2 separate regions of the Mus musculus genome follow, and region 2 is linked to region 1. A link is a contact called in public Hi-C data. All regions are on one chromosome and are shown on one strand. The core of a region is the stretch at or near the end of the contact, and the rest is flanking DNA. Distances in the headings are between cores, read along the strand shown.

What was found. A called contact is a pair of places that touch in the nucleus more often than the background predicts.
Region 2: a Hi-C map of the G1E-ER4 cell line shows a contact between it and region 1, with 2.6 times the contacts expected there. The contact joins two enhancer-like sites. A contact is called at or near these places in 16 of 484 Hi-C or Micro-C datasets (the G1E-ER4 cell line, cerebellum, cortical neurons and 9 more).

Annotation. Positions count from the first base shown.
Region 1 is chr6:31,174,879-31,178,663 of GRCm38.p6, reverse strand. The region is part of intron 1 of Lncpint (long non-protein coding RNA, Trp53 induced transcript); the gene reads left to right. Among named protein-coding and RNA genes, the nearest start is that of Lncpint, 42 kb to the left of the region's middle. Within about 2 kb of position 2,068, at least 66 of the 459 cell types and tissues checked have an H3K27ac peak or open chromatin away from gene starts, as enhancers often do. A contact at or near this core is called in the G1E-ER4 cell line, neural progenitor cells and uterus, where this site is marked.
Region 2 is chr6:31,640,393-31,644,547 of GRCm38.p6, reverse strand. No RefSeq gene overlaps it. Among named protein-coding and RNA genes, the nearest start is that of Gm13846, 8.5 kb to the left of the region's middle. Within about 2 kb of position 1,782, at least 79 of the 459 cell types and tissues checked have an H3K27ac peak or open chromatin away from gene starts, as enhancers often do. A contact at or near this core is called in the G1E-ER4 cell line, neural progenitor cells and uterus, where this site is marked.

The sequences.
Region 1 (3,785 bases), core at 819-3,318:
ATTCAACAAAAATGGGCAAGGATAATTGGGAGAATGATAAGAAACCGAGCTTAGGTCTTCTTGAGTCAAGGAGAGCTAAGGAAGTTGATTGTGCACTGCTGGGAGAAGTCAGCACCGTTTCCCAAGGCTGGCCAATGTTAGACTTGCTTTCCTGACAAGGCTCTCTTCATTTGTGACTTAGAAGATAGGCACCTACCTGAGTAAGGCCGGGGAGGGGAACTGAGCTCTTGGGCGAGTGTCCTGGGCTTGCTCTGGGGTGGGACAGAGTGAGGGAGTGAGCAGAGAGGCTGGCGCTGACTCTGCTCCAAGGTTGCTTTGCAGCTATTGTGAAATTTGGCCTCATTTCTCCTTGCTCAGTGCCATTTATATTCTGACAGTCAAAGTTCTTAAGAAACAAATGTTAAAACTTAGTTCTTGTCAACTAGAAGTGCTGAAAGCCTGGTTCTTTGGGATTAATTCCCTGTATGTTACTTTTAAAGGATGTTACCAAGATATTTGAAGAAATAAAGGCTAAACCATGCCCCAAGCCCTGGCCCTAAACCACTGCCTAAACATCTCTATACTAGATCAGATAATGCCTACATGTAAGTCTTCTAACAGGGAGGCAATTTCCGTGCCTGCGACAGCTTCACGAAGGTCAAATGGAGGCAGTAAGACCAAATGCTGTAAAGCGCCTTTCCCGTTGGCAAGTAGGGAGGTTAAGTTTGGCTGATGTTTGTCAGAGCATTGAGTATAACTGGGAAAAGTGGACGCTGACACCTTCTGGGCTGCTGATAACTAATTCACAACCTGCTAATGGAACCTGACAGAAGTCTAAGCAAACAATCTGTCTATCCTGAGAAACCTCAGCATTTCAGAGCATCCGCTATTTGGGTCCTCTGAGGTAATAGTGGCACAGTGTGAGGTTATTCTCCCTGTGGAAGATACTCGTTAGGATAATAAAGCATATTTATATTTCATACCTGAAGTAGAAGTAGAGTTGTGTTTTCTTTTCACAGTACAGTCCTCCTTTATTTAGAGGAAATTGAGAACTAAAACAGGAAGAGCCAAGTGGGCATGGTGGCACATACCTTTAGTCCCAACCCAGGGAGGGATAAGGTTCTTGGGGCAGTAGATGGTAGCTAAGAGGAACCTTGGAGCGCATTCCAGCAGGAGCTGCCCATTGTCTACCGTAGGACCAGAAGGGCATCAGATTTTGGAGTCTGGCCGTCTCCACTCCCAGTACCCTCATATCTAAAATAGAAAATTACATTTCAATGTCTTTTGGGTAGACTTCTACATTTTAATTTTTTAAAAGACTATTCTTTATTCTTAGATGGTTTCACTCATACATGCAGTATTTCATGATTGGATCTGCCCCTAACTCTCCATCACTTCCTTCTGACACCTCCCAACGTATGCCTCCCCCACCTTCCCCACCATCTTAATAAAAGAAATCAATAAGCTTAGAAAAAACTTCCTTAGTCTAAAGCAAATGGAATAAAGTAGTTTAGGAAACAGTTGTTTGACTGAAGTTCACTAAGCCAAAATTTAGGATTTTGGTTAGCACCAAGTATAAGCTTCCCTGCTTTTGTACACTGACATCAGTATGTAAATGAGGGTGACACTTTACTATTTTGGGAAGTGTGATTATTTATGCCTTGTCATTCAAGGAAGTGCTTGCAGTAACAAGCAGATGCACAAAAGAAAGTCCTCTTTGTGTCCCTTTGGGGTAATGTTGGGGAAAGAATATAGAAAGTTACTCTTCTTTCTTGGGAAAACTGGTCCATGATCCACTTTTTTGGTTTGTTAGTGATCATGACTCTAAGTTACCCCGGAACTTATCCAAACACAAGTTGAAGCTAGGGTTTCCCTGAGCCATAGGTAAGTCTTTTCGTGACATATGGTCCACACATGCTTTAGGAGCAATCTTGACAACAAAACGTTCATGTGGGCAGATGTCGTTTGTGCCACTGCTGTGCAAAGTGGGTGCGGCACACCCGAGCTGAACACAGGTCCCTGCGAAGGTACTAAGAGGAAGCCAGTGAGCTGTTTCCCTATCACTGAATGGCAAAGATGAAAGTCTCCACTGTTGGAAAATTCTAGAAGGTCCTCCAGGCTGACGAGCCACTCCCGGAAGCAGGCTTTTGTGTGCCACAAGAGGGAGCCCCTGATCTAAGGCATGAATTCTCATTTTGCTAGTATTTGTTTCTTTTGAGCTTAATATATCGCCCTGACCAGACTGGAACTGTATAGACCAGGCTAGCCTCAAGATCACAAGAGATCCACCTGCCTCTGCCTCCCAAGTGCTGTGATTCAAAGGCGTGACCCACCATGGCTAGCTTTTGCTGGAATTTACATTTATAAAGGGAAAAAGTTTGAGCTCACGGTGTTTGCTTTTAAGTGTAATTTTACTGTGGTGCTTTGAGTATTAGAAAAGGTTCCGAATCTGGAAGGAGGTCACCTTAAGCCTCTCCCTTCCCTTTGGTTCCTTCTTACACGTTTTATCTGTGACTTGTTTGTGGCAGATTTAAACACCACCCCTGAGCAGCCAGCCTGTCCTGGTTCCCATTATAGGGCTGTTTCCTGGGGAGCTGATGTGAGAGCTCTCCTGTGGTTCATTTCACTCACGTGGAGCTTGCTGCTGCCCCCAGCAGAGGAAAGTGGCTCTTGTGTAGAACGCGGCATGATTTTACCTCACTGTGTAGCACGGTGTTCATACATGCTCTCCTCCCACCCCTATGGTTCTGTCACAATACTGCGATACTCGCACTGGTCACAAGAGGCCAGCTCTCTTGCTCAGGGAGGCAGAAAGGAGGTAGAACATAGCTAACAAAGAGGCAGGCCACCATCTTTCTAAGTTACTCTTTAAAATCATGGGTCATTTTAGCAATACAAAAAGTGCATAAGGAACTCAATATAGAACTCAAATGGTACGTGGTCATTAAGACATACTATGTGTTTTCCCAGAAGCCTTTGCTCCTCACTGCTTTCCTCTCTACTGAATCTTGTCATCCCAATGCATTTTAAAAACATGACAATGTAAACATACATATATTCTCAAACATAGCATCATTTCACAGCATGCTGTGTTTTGTATGTTCTATCCAAAGTATCAGTTGTGTCTGTTGGGAGGGAAGGAGAGGCTGAGAAGATGGAGGTGTGGGAAGGATGTCAGATCAGTCCAAGTGTTGATGCTTATGGAAGAGAAGAAATGAGGATTGGGCAGAGGGACAAATTAGGCAGTCAGAAAGGCTCCACGAAGGCTTCATCTGATCCCCAGAGGGACTGCTAGGGCCTGTCCTGGCTTTACATTATATATAGCTTAATATCTGCCAGTTTTTGGCCTGACACAGGGATGGGAGGGATGAGACTCCTCCTGCAGATGGCTGTCAGGTTGCAGCAGTCCTCAGAGAGGTGGGGAGTAAGCTTTCCCTACTTAAAAGGGACCGGGACAGTATGTCTCCCTGATCGTCACAGTTCGTATTGTATGCATTTTCTGACCTGGAATTTTTCATCCAATGATGTAACTTTGAGATTATTTATATTAATTGTCTGTAGCCCTTATTTAGTATTTTTATGGTCTTGAAGTTCGTTCATTTGTATGTGTGGTAATGTACTTGTTAGTGTATGTATGTGTGCCCTCAAATGTGGAGGCCAGAGGTTGATGTCTGGTGCCTTTTTTCCATGGCTTTGTGGCCTCTCAGTGAACCTGGAACTCATCAGTTTGGCTTTACCAGGTGGCTGTGAGCATCAGGGATACACCTCTCCCCTCCCCTCCCCTCCCCTCCCCTCCCTTGCTGGGG
Region 2 (4,155 bases), core at 533-3,032, 470 kb before region 1:
TTGAGACTTCATCCATGCTAATGTGCTAACTGACTGCAGCATATAAAAATTACACTCCTAAACAGCTTTTAAAAAGTGGGGGACTGGAAGGATGGCTCAGTGTGGTTAATGCATGCTGCTCTTGCAGAAGATAGAGTTTAGTTCCCAGCGCCCATGTTGTGTGATTCACAACTGCATATAAGTCCAGCTACGGAGGATCTGATGCCCTCTTCTGTCCTCTGAAGTCACACACACACACACACACACACAGAGTACATCCTTTACAAAGGAACAAAATGGGGCTGAAGAGATGGCTCGGTCTTACACGCGTTCACGACTGGCCAGGAAGAACACAGCAAACCGGAATCTTCTGCGGCAAAACTTTATTGCTTACATCTTCAGGAGCAAGAGTGCAAGAGAGCAAGAGCTCTATTGCTTACATCTTTAGGAGCCAGAGTGCAAGAGAGCAAGAGTGCAAGAGAGAGAATGGCGAAACCCCGTCCCTTTTAAGGAGAATTATCCTCCGCCTAGGACGTGTCACTCCCTGATTGGCTGCAGCCCATCGGCCGAGTTGTCGTCACGGGGAAGGCAGAGCACATGGGGTGGAGAACTACCCTTGGCACATGCGCAGATTATTTGTTTACCACTTAGAACACAGGATGTCAGCGCCATCTTGTAATGGCGAATGTGAGGGCGGCTCCCACAGCTCGGTAGTCAGGAACAATTACTACTCTTACAGAGGACCTAGGTTCAGATTCTAGCACTCATACATGGCTCACGGCTATTTTTCTTTTCTATTTGTTTTTTATTGTATTTATTTAGTGTATGAGTGTTCTGCTGCACATACACCTGCAGGCCAGAAGAGGACATCAGATACCACTGTAGATGGTTGTGAGCCACCATGCAATTGCTGGGAATTGAACACTGGACCTCTGGAAGAGCAACCACTGCTCTTAACAGCAGACCCATTTCACCAGCCCCTCACAACTAGTTTTAACTCCATCTCCAGGGGACCCAGTGCCCTTTGCTCTCTACAGATACCAGGCCCACACATGTCATATATGCATACATGCAGACAAAAAAAGCTCATATACATAAAAAAATTAATTTAATTTTTAAAAAAGTTGGAGGCTGGCAAGATAGTTAAGTGGGTAAATGTGCTTGCCACCAATCCTGATGACCTGAGTTTGGTCCCCAGGATCTACCCACATAGCAGGAGAACCAACCTCCCCCACATTATCCTCTGACCTCCACACAGTTGTTTGATCCCACTCCAGAGTCTAAACTGATTGGGTTAGGGTTCAGTCTAGGCTGGGGACCCCAAAGCCTTCACTGCACAGGCAAGAGGACCTCACTGTGAGAAGTTTTGAATACCCTTCAATTTCTTCCTTCCCAAAGACCCTTGAGTTTCTTGCTTGCAGAGTTTATTTCCCCAGCTTTAAATTTTTTATTACATTTATTTATGTGGGGGAGGAAAACAGGGTTGTGTGGAGGTCAAAGGACAACTGGCAAGAGTCGGCTCTCCACCATGTTGAGTCCCAGCGATTGAAGTCAGACCATGGGGCTTGGCGCCAAGTGCCTTTACCCACTGAACCACCCTGCTGGGCCCACTTTCCCAGGCACCACCTCAGTTCTGGGAAGAGCAGGCTGCCATCCAAGTACAGCATGACATCTACGTGCGGTTACAGCTCTGCAGCACACGGCTCTGCTTCGAAACAAAGGGAGAGGACGTTGGGAAGCAACCTTCCCTACCCCCAGCCAGGCACAGACTCAGCCAGGCAGAGGGGTTGGGGGCGGGGCTGCAGTGCAGCTGGGTGGTGGCGATCCCTACCGCCCCAGTCCTCATTTCCTGATCAGCTCAGAAAGCATTTCCATGTTGGCCCAAAGTTTCTGTTTCCTGTCCCCTCCCACACTATTTTTAGGCCCAGCAGGCATTTCCTGTGTTGGCCTGTCCCACCCACCTCGGGTCTGTCCTGGCTTCTCCTATCAGGATGCCTGCAGGGTGGGCCTGACACACGTGATTCCCCTCGTAGGGACCCTGGTGTCCCTGGAAACAGGTTGGTACCCAGCAGGTGGCCCGCAGCTGCCAACTCCCACTTGGTGCCACCCACCCAACGCAAGACTTGCTGTTTCAGAGTCGGCCCTTCCCTTAGGCCTGAGACTCTCCTATCTCTGTGTAGCCATCAAGATACACAGGTGCTGCAGGGACTCCCCAAGAATGGGCAGTGGCACTTCAGGCCTGAAGGTTGGCTTTTATCCTCTGATATCCTAGTCTTGTTGCCATAGTATGGGGAGAACCTGTCAACCTGTGGGTCGTGTCCCTTTTGACAACTATCCCTGAAAATATTTACCTTATTATTCATGACAGTTATGAAGTAGCAATGAAAAATAATTTAATCGTTTCGGGGGAGGGGATCATCACAACATGAAGAGCTGTATTAAAGGATGGCAGCATTAGGAAAGTTGAGAATCACTGAGAGTTCAGGGACTTCCCAGCCTAGACCTAGTCCTTTTACCCTGAGTTGCTCCCCATGCAGCTTCGAGTTTTTAAATACCTCCTGTGCCTAGAATAACAAGGCTCTGTTTACCCAGGCTGAGGTAGACAGGAGAGGACCTTAAAGCTCAGAAACAAGGAGGCTTGAGATTCATCCATCCATCCATCCATCCATCCATCCATCCCAGCCCATCTGACTGCGTGAAAGGATCCACACCACAGATCTCAGTTCTGGGTTCTTCATGACTGCCCTCCTAAAGAGTCTGTATAGACAGCTGACTTTCTTGCTTTCTCCCTCCTCAGGAAAGTATCACACCACAGATACGCTGCATCCATGCCCACTGCATAGATATAAATGTAAAAAGAATAAGATGTTTCCACATCTTCAAGAACTAATTGCAGGGACTGGAGAGAGAGATGACTCAGTGGTTAAGAGCATTGGCTGCTTTTCCGGAGGACTTGGGTTCAATTCCTAGCACCCACATGGCAATTCATAACAATCTGTAAGTCCAGTCCCAGGGGATACAATGCCCTTTTCTGGCCTTCATGGGTACTGCTTGCATGTCTGGCATGGACATGCATGCAGGCAAAACACTCATACACATTTAAAAAATTGTTTTTTTATGTTACACATTAAAAAAATAGTTTTAAAGAACCTTTTGCAGGAGGCAGGGGCAGAAGTAGGTAGATCTCTGTGAACTTGAGGTCAGATTGGTCTAGATAGCAAGTTCCAGGCTATACAGGGCTACACAGAGAGAATCTTTAAAAAAAAAAAATTAGGCTGAGGGTGGTATCATAGACAAGCAATCCATGCAATCCTAGCACTTAGAGACTGAGGAGCAAGGACCAGCTTCAAGGCCAGCCTGGCTTCATAGTGATACCATATAAATAGGCAAACAAATCTCACCCTTTTGTGATCCTTTACTCTAGCTAAGGAAGAGTGGAGACCACAGTATTTGAAGTCAGACCACAGCGTTTTCTCTGGTTCTTGCTCTCACTGTGTAGCCAAGCTGTCTCAAGCCTCCCAACTGCTGGATAATGGGCCTGAGCCGCTGCAGGAAGCCCAGCCTCTTCTCTTTGCATCAGATTCAGGTGGAAAGAAGCCACTTCCCAGAGCAGTGTCTCCAGAACTCTCAAAGGGAGGTTGCCACCAGTACTCTGCAGCCAGCTCCTGTTGGATTCAGTACCACCCACCTGGAACATCAGATTGCCCAAACACCTACAGAGCTATTCTTACACCAAGTCCTAACCAACTCAAAGTGGCTATCAAATGAACATCTCCTCTATCCCTTCTCTGTTTTTCTTTCTCTCTTAATGACATCTGAAACCAGTGGCTATGAGTCACTAGTCTCTGTCTTCTTGACTCCAGAACTTGAGTTCACTAATGGATGGCCTTTCTCTTTCTGGGTGTGAGTCTTTCTGGAAATGTTGCCTTCTGTCCATCTTCTTGGTTAAATGGTTGAAATAATCTATGCAAGATCGCCTAAAAGATATACAGCTCTCAGCTACTGTGTGTCATGTACACACAGTAGGGCTTCGGGGGCTGAGAAGAACCACAATATAATAAAATCTTTTAAAACTCTTGCTATTTTTGGGACTAGAAAGATGACTCGGTAGTTAAGAGCGCTGGCTGATCTTGCCGAGGATCCAGGCTTAGTCCCCAGCACCCACATGATGGCTCA